2 separate regions of the Zea mays genome follow, and region 2 is linked to region 1. A link is a contact called in public Hi-C data. All regions are on one chromosome and are shown on one strand. The core of a region is the stretch at or near the end of the contact, and the rest is flanking DNA. Distances in the headings are between cores, read along the strand shown. Region 1 holds the start of LOC100274229. Region 2 holds the start of LOC100275414.

Region 1 (4,366 bases), core at 1,122-3,621:
TCCTTGGCAGGTTCCTTGAATGTGAACCTGAACTCCTTCCAGTGGTATTGTGGATTAGTAAGGATGTCTCCTTGAGGCACTTTGGCGAGGACATCAAAACCATGGTGGTCAATGGAAAGCATGACAGCGCTCTTCAAGAAAAGATAGATATCAGAGTTAATTGTACTGAATTAGTAGAAAGGTCATAATTCAGATGACAAGAAAGAAGCCCCACACATAAGAAATAACAGCATCCTATGCAACATTGCAATTTGTGCAGCATGCAGCTATAAAAGAATAACTTACTCTTGCTATCACATTAAAATACGCAAAACAGAACATCACCAGTGCCCTCCTCCTAGAGTCATTTTGGTTGATACCATCCACAAGCTTCGCAGAGAATGGCACTAGAAAGGAGAATACATATTTAGAAAATTAACATTGTAGTGCAAATAGGTGTGCAAACATATAGGGAATGTTTGGTTTGAGGAATCACTCCATCCAAAATGAGGTGGTGCATCATAAATTTATTCCTTAAACTTGGTGGGATGACCATATTCCTCGTATTAGTACTAACTAACTGAGGAACGGTGGTGATGGATCAACTCATTCCATTCCACAAACCAAACAAAAAAATGAGAAGTGAAAAGATGATGGACCAACTCATTTCTCATACCAAACACCCTAATAAGGGCTAGTTTGGGAACCCTAATTTCCCATGGGATTTTCATTTTCCCAAGGAAAATTAGTTCATTTTCCCTTGGGAAAATAGAAATCCCTTGGGAAATTAGGGTTCCAAACTAGCCCTAATTGTTGAAAGCAACTGACTAGTAGCATCCTGGAGTTATATATCTAGCTTAACATTTGGTCTGCTTATAGATGTCATCAAAAGCATAAAGGTGAAGATGCAGGGCAGCAGAGATCAAAGAGCTTGTATGAATAAAAAAGGCTTACTTAGCAGATCTGCTTTTGGTGCTTCAAAGCTGTCCAATTCAATATTATGGCTGCTCCCATTGAAGTCTATGTAGACACAGGAACTGAAAGAATAACATTGATGAAAATTCAGCTGTGCTGAATAAAGTAATAATAAGAAAGATACCTAATATCAGAAAAATAAACAAGCCATGTTACAGACCCTATGTCAAATTTTAAGATGTTGTAAGAGCTCTCCTCACTGAGTAGACTAAGGAGGCCCTCACTCCGGGACCTGCAGGTAGCACCTGCCGAAGACAGTATTGCTGACACTCCATAACTAGCTTTACTAGCAGCTTCATGTTCCTTCAGAATAGTTTGCTTCAGGCTATCGGCAATAATTGGAACCTTAAGCACAGTACATAAAGATTAGTCGGCATCACCTTACTACCAATAGTAAGCAATGGAGCATGTTTATGCATGCAGGGTGACTGCAGAACAAGTTTACCTTTGAGTCTTTCAGGCGCAGAACATCACCAGTCATAGCAACACGAGGAGGTGTCTGTATTCAACAACAAGACTAAAGTGCTTGTACAAGCGATGCGAGAAAAGCAAACGAGCAACAAATTCAAAGGCATCAAGTTGAAATTCATAGAGAAGGACCTTCGATGGCTTCAATAAGCTCGCAACTCGGCCACGGATCGGACTGAATACTGCAAGAGACCCCCGCTCATCGATTATAATGTTCTATCAAACACAAGATTCCACACAAGCAACAAATTTTAATGCAGTTTGAACAGCAACTACTATTTACCGAACACCATAAGTAAATGAAGAATTAAGAGTTTTACAATGTTGTGCATGTCGTTCTCGGGGACAATCAAGTAGGGCGTGCCCTTATGGATCATGTAGTGCACCCTCGACGTGTAAATCTCATTCTTGCTGCCCAATAGCAGTATAGCACCCCCAACAAAAAAAAAAACAATCAGGACAAACAGCTCTTACCGTTGAGACCTTATGCGCACAAATACACAGATGAAATGATAAGATACGAGCGTACGCACCTTCCCTTGTTGTCAGCCTTGACAGTGTTGAGGTGGGCTTCCCAACCGGCGGCCAAGATGTTCTGCGAAACCAGGGGCGAGGGAAGTAAGAGAAAGAACAGCAGTAGCTAAGTGAGGTGCGAAACGGTCGCTGATATTGCTCGCGAGCAGTACCCGGCACTTGTGACTGACGGAGAGGGCGACCGATTTGACCTTCGCCACCGCCATGGCCACGCGCACCAACTGGTTTCCGCGGTGAGGGCTCCGCAAGACAGAGTGGCAGAGAGCACCCGGCGATTGGAAGAGCCAGCGCTGTATCCAACAAGTCAAACCCTCCAGAAGTCGGCCCCAGTTTCACCGCCGTCGATGGAGGTCTTCGTGAGTCACCAGCGACGTTAGAGGCGACCGGGAGAGGGGGGGAGAGGGCGGCTGGGAAGGGGAAGGACGAAGGATGCGCACTCGCAGTCGCAGACACAATGGGGCAGTGCGGCAGGATGAGTAGACGGCCAATGGGCCGATGGGCCAATGGGGTGCTAGACCTCCCTGCTGCTTGGACGCAAGGGCCCAGTTGCCTGTTGGTGCATAAGTTGCACACTTGCACCCCGTCCGACCGCGAACCGCTCGTGACTAGGGTGTAATCGGATGGGACACGAGCATTACTTGTTCCATATGCTTTCCCTATTTTCTCTTTAAATTTAGATTGAATATAGATATTATTAAATTATATCGGATAAAATTTCAATGCATATCAATATCTTATTTAACTTTGAGAATATGAATACTGATAAAGATCGGATATGGATCAGATACTAAGTACACATACTCGGATACGTATTGGATCTAAGCTCTTCTAGACGAATCGAATTCAAATACGAACGAATAATATTCTAACCATTTACACCTCTATTTGTGACTTGGTTGTCTTAGACTCTCGGTGCGATGCGTGGTCGTCAGTTCGTGAACGACTCTTTAGTCTGTGTCCAACAGTAAGGGCGATCTCAACTTAAAATTTAAGTGGAGGCGTCCGCTCAGGTATATATATATATATATATATATATATATATATATATATATATATATATATATATATATATATATATATATATATATATGGAAGAGGTAATGGAAGCCCTGGGCTTCCCCTACTAATGGAAGCCCCAGTCAGGACGCGGTCGACTCAGCACCCGCGTGCTTGCGTCAGCCATGCAGTCAACAGCCAAGATTCTAGGACGATAAGCGTAACGCAATATACGAATGCATATATATATGAATAAAGATGCGTAAAACATACATAAAGGAATCTTTTGAAGCCCGAATCACGTGGAACGAATATGACACTGTGGACAGCGTTTACGACTACATAATGACATGTACTTGACAGTATAAATCATGCAGTATGTGGTTCTGGTTCTGGCTCGGGCGGATTCCAGCGTAAACCGTGGGCTAAAACAGCGTAAATGAGTATGAAATTTAGCGTAAATCCTATATCTGTTTTGTAACAACAAATGGGGCCTAAAATTAAGCAGTCGATCGTGAGCGGGGTCCTGGCTCGGGCCGATTCCAGCGTAAAACGTGAGCTAAAATAACGTAAATGAGTACGAAATTTAGCGTAAATCCTATATCTGTTTTGTAACAGCAAACGGAGCCAAAAATTACGGCGTGAAAATCGCGTGCAGCCGACCGTGCGCGGGTTCTGGCTCGAATGATTTCAGCGTAAAACGTGAGCTAAAACAACGTAGATGAGTACGAAATTTAGTATAAAACACGCGCACAATCTCATTTCGCAAAGAGATTGCTGTAAAACACATCAAAAAGTGTCATAAATTTGGCGTAAAACGCAGTAAGACTGTTTTTAATGGAAGCATAAAATACAACAAGAAGTGTCGTAAAATTTAGTTTGAAAATGCATAAATCATGATGGTCTCATAGGGCACTTGTTTTGTTCACAGTATATCAAAATATAAAGCACAACGATATTTTGCCAATATTGTTGCAATCATACACGATTTATTTGACATGACAAAAAACAAGGAGCTAGCCCTATCTTCGGTACTTCAGACATTTGGAACCATTAGCCTTTAGCTAGGTCGTGGTCCGAAATTGAAGAATCGCTGCTCGGCTCTTATCAAAACAGATCTGTGTAAGCCTGTATAAATCATAAAGACACGTCAGAATAAGCCTAAGTAAATCCATGAACCTATATACCAGTTTAATCAACAGGGAAAATGGAGGAGTAATTAAGTGACAGCAATTAGCTAGTTTATGTCCCTTACAAAACAATGCAGCTGGAGAAGCCTAGTGGACAATAAGAAGTTGTGAACCTATATAAACCCTATAGGCCGTAGCAAGTGCTAATATCATAAATTAACCCATGAGATACTATATTTTTCGAAGGAAGTGAGGACATTTCTTTCTTTAATAACCTTAATTTA
Region 2 (4,366 bases), core at 1,265-3,764, 330 kb after region 1:
TACACGTTAAATCCATGTCTTCTCTGTGATTGATCCTATTTGTGTCGCATTCATTTATAACACCTAACCTTAGGCACCTTAGGTAAGTGTGGCATAAAATTGTGTGACAATTTTTTACACCATAGATATAGAACCAAACAACCCCTAAATATGCAGAATCAGTAAGCCAAGGCCAAGGCCGCATGCTTCTTGTCACTGAGGCTTTGAGATTCCAAAGAGAATATACCCTTAAAAGTTCCAAAACTTTGTTTCCCTAAAATGGAACTTAAACAAGACTAAAAGCAAAAGCGTAGAGAACAATTCAGAAATAGGACACGAATCTTGCCGGGTTCGATCTTTCAGCGGCTGCCACTGGACGTACTTTCATTGGGTGTGGACGAATCCACCTTTCCTTTCGACAAAGCTAAAGAGTTGAGAATTGAGATCGGTCCATCGTGACAAGATTGCTGCGATGCTGGAAAATTGTGAGCCTGCAGATCCGGAAGCCGCATCTGTGGGGAGTTAACAGTCCAAGCAGCTTACTTTCACTAATACTCAAGGGACACATAAGTTGTACTAATATTGTAAATATTTTGTTTGGAAACATACATAAATCGCTCTTTCGTACTCTTACGAATTTATGAGATCTATAAATATATTGAAATATAAGCAGTAGCTAAAGTTATGTCTGGAATAACTGCTCTGCTCGGCTTTCTTGCCTGCCTGCCTCCGTTCAAAACAAGGCTGGAAAATGTTCCAAGACAGAACACGAGCAGAACAATTCGGACTTCCGGCCGACCAATGCTGACAAGTAGTATAACTCCACAGCACGAAATTGACGGCTGGGCTCGGTGGACCACCTGTCTTCTGTGTCACTGTGTGCTGTGATTGTCGGCATGTAGAATTTTTATGGAGCTTGTTTGTAGGTGCAGCGTCACTCTTGGAAAATCCGTCGGCTTAATTCCTTGCGCAGGTCGCACCAGCCACCACGCACTTGAGTTGCCTCTTTTGTTGGATGTGCCATGTTTTTTTAGCTTATAGAGTATAGTTGATCCTTTTGTTATGTACTAAAAGGGTGTTTGGGATGGCTCTAGATGTAAGCTACATTATCAATTTAAATAATTCTAAAAAATATTTTTAATTTAAATAATAAACAAAGAACTTTATCTAAATGTCTTCTAAAGCCTTATAATTCTATCTTCATAATTTTCTAGAGCACATAATGACCTGCTCTACTAACTCTACCGAATTTTTTAGAGTTGGAACTATTCTAAACATGGCTTAAGTATACCATTCTTGGGAAAATATTTCTTCCGGTGGTGGAAAAGTTATTACGCGTTGCTATAGCACTATACAAGTCGAGTCTTATATATGAATCCCACTTGTTCCGCTGCTTTCCATATAAATGGTATTTAAAGATCTAACACATGGAGTCAGGGTCTCGATCTTTTTATAGCCTGTTGTCATCAGTAGACTTCAATAAATATACTACAAAACACATTGTAAGTAGAAGAGAAATTAAAATATAGATATTGTGATATGTCTTCTCGGTCATCTTACTCTTTTTTTTCTCTTCTTCCTTTTTTTTTCTCCTTCTCAGTGACAGATATCTATTTTTTTCGTCTCTTTTCTCTCACTCCCACCTGTGCTCGCGCGGCTCGCCTGATGCTGTGGCTGGTCGTGCGGCTTGCCTAATGCTGCGGCTGGTCGGTCCACCGTCCAGCGCGGCCGTCGGCGTCCATGGCTGCGCGGCAGGGAAGGCTCGCCAGTGCAGCAAGGAAGGGGTTCGCCGGCGCTACACGAGAGAGGCGCACGAGGGCGGTCAGGACCGAGCGGTGCGGCCGTGCGCGAGCCAGCGTTGGGGGCGGACCGCACGTGGCGTGGGATGGCATCGGGAGGGAAGAAAAGAAACTCCGTGACCATGGGGATGTACAAATCTAATATTTTTGTGAACAATTTTTTTGGGTAGATCTGGCCTTTAGATTCAGAGTTTTTTTTTGTCATTTTGGATCCAATGATTATATAATATTTGATTTTTAAAAATAATAATACGCAGAACTGAATTTGGTTTTATGTGCAGCGCTTTGAGCTGTCCCAGTCGCTTAGCCCACACCTACCCCATGCCTCTTGTCACTTGTACTCCAAAAGGAAATTGGACGTGGTCGTCTGCACTGTTTATTCGTTGTTACTTTCGAGGACGTTGGTGTTACCGCAATAAGTCGTTAATATCTAAAGTAGGATATGCTTTTCCTAATACGGTTTGCTGACATGGTGGCAGACTGGCAGTGGTCACACAATTGTCCCGGTGGCTCAGGACAACTCCTGTCAGGTTCCGACGACCTATAGCCTCCTATTCCACGTCAACGACACGGCTTGTGTCCGGCTGCCCGCTGGGGAGTGGGGGGTGAACTGGTGAAGTTTCGTGGCACCATCCAGTCTTCAGCACGCCGCACGCGAGGTCAAGTCGTCGCTGAAAAGCCATATAAAAAAAAAAAGGGAAACTCCCAATCAGCACGCACGTTTCAGCATCCAGTAGCTAGAGCTGCAGGCTGCAGCCGTCAGCCGCACCCGAGGCCGAGAGCCCAGAGCCGAGAGGCGAGTTGGGCGGCTGTGCTGGCCGGCCATGGCGAAGCCAGGCGGCAGCGATGAGTCGTGGGAGTACAGTCTGCGCAAGTATCTCCTGCTGCTGGCCACGCTGGTGGCCACGGTGACGTACGGTGCGGGGTTCAACCCCCCAGGCGGCGTCTGGCAGACTGCCGACCCCGCCGTCGACCGCATCGCCGGCGACCCCATCATCCGCGACACGAACTACGCCCGCTACCTGTCCTTCTTCTACAGCAACGCCACCGCCTTCGCCTCGTCGCTCGTGGTCATCGTCCTCGTCCTCATCCTGTCCGTGCTGCACGACAACGGGGGAATCACCATGCTCGCGCCGCTGCTCGGCGTCCTCCGGGCCGTCATGGTGCTGGACCTGCTCAGCCTCATGGGCGCCTACGCGGCGGGGACGTTCCGGGACACGCTCACGGCGGTCTACTCCCTGGTGCTGTCGGCCGGCGTCGTCGCCTACCTCGTGGCCCACCTGGCCCTGGCCTCGAGGGCGCCGGCGGCCGAGGACAAGAGGGGGCAGAGCGCGCCGGAGCGGCTCCGCAAGGTGCTCATGCTCCTCGCCACGTTCGCCGCGAGCGTCACGTACGTCGCCGGCCTCAGCGCGCCGGGCGGCTTCTGGGACCACTCCGAGGACGGCCACCGCCCGGGCGACGCGATCCTCAAGGGAGGGCCCCACGACGCGCGCCTCAAGGCCTTCTTCGTCTGCAACACCACGGCGTTCGTCGCGTCCCTGCTCATCCTCGTCATGCTCCTGGAGAAGAAGCTCTGCTTCAGCCAGAAGGTGCGCTCCTACGAGATCTACGGCTTCATCGCCGTCACGCTCATCAGCCTCCTGGGGGCGTATGCTGCCGGCAGCAGCCGCCAGATCGACACGACCATCTATGTGAGCGCTCTTGTTGGTGCTGTTGCCGTGTGCATTCTCATCCAAGTGGTTTTCGTTTTGCTCTTCCAAGCAAATTCGACCGAGGGGCAACAAACACGAACTCAAGGTCCCCTAACAAATAATGGCAATGGCAGGTACAGTACTGGCAGAGGGACCTTGGAATTCGGTGCAATTTGTTCGTTCTATCGCCATTTTAATCTCACCGATTTCTCTGTAATTTATCAGTGATGAGCGTCAGCAGACTCAAGGTCCGCAAACAAGCATGGACAGTAATGACAGGTACGATCGGAAGCACATAAGTGCTATCTTTTATCTAAATATATATACACACTGCAAATTATTGGAATTGCAGTATGCAATTCAACGACATTTTAGTTGAATTTTTTTTATCGTATTGATTTTATTGTTATTTGTTAGGGATGAGCAGCAGCAACAAACCCACGGTCTGCAAACTAGTGATGACAATGTCAGGTACGGACTGGAAGAGCATATCCCTCATGTTCCAACTCTCCAAGTTTACTAGCAATGTTGCAGTATGCAGTTCAAAACTACTTCCCCTGCAATTTTGACGGGTTGGTTTTCACTGTCATTTATCAGTGACCACCACCAGCAGCAGCAACAAACTCAGAGTCCTCAAACTAGCAATGGCAATGGCAATGCCAGGTACAAACAGAGCAATGCAATTGGATTCTGGTCTCTCTATACTCTTTGATTGATGGATCTGTTTCTTCTCTTTATAATCCACCAGCGATGAGCATGAGAAGCAACAAAATCCAGCGCTGGAGAAGGCTCGCTCTCTTGTCCTGCTGCTCGCTACTCTCGCAGCGGCAATCACCTACCAAGCGGGCCTGAACCCGCCGGGTGGCCTCTGGCAGAGCAACGGCCGCCTCTACAAGA

The links. Hi-C and Micro-C count contacts between places; a contact is called where the count stands out from the background.
Region 2: a contact with region 1 is called in a Hi-C map of leaf, with 6 times the contacts expected there. The contact joins the promoter of LOC100275414 here to the promoter of LOC100274229 in region 1. A contact is called at or near these places in 4 of 25 Hi-C or Micro-C datasets (bundle sheath, leaf and tassel).

The regions. Positions count from the first base shown.
Region 1 is chr1:41,031,908-41,036,273 of Zm-B73-REFERENCE-NAM-5.0, forward strand. LOC100274229 reads right to left here and starts at 2,372. Exons shown (of 9, transcript NM_001148600.1): 1 at 2,109-2,372; 2 at 1,956-2,017; 3 at 1,743-1,833; 4 at 1,555-1,638; 5 at 1,400-1,453; 6 at 1,115-1,299; 7 at 934-1,016; 8 at 286-386; 9 at 1-131. The coding sequence starts at 2,162.
Region 2 is chr1:41,365,126-41,369,491 of Zm-B73-REFERENCE-NAM-5.0, forward strand. It overlaps LOC100275414, which reads left to right and starts at 2,515. Exons shown (of 6, transcript NM_001367377.1): 1 at 2,515-3,603; 2 at 3,695-3,748; 3 at 3,887-3,940; 4 at 4,067-4,132; 5 at 4,218-4,366. The coding sequence starts at 2,603.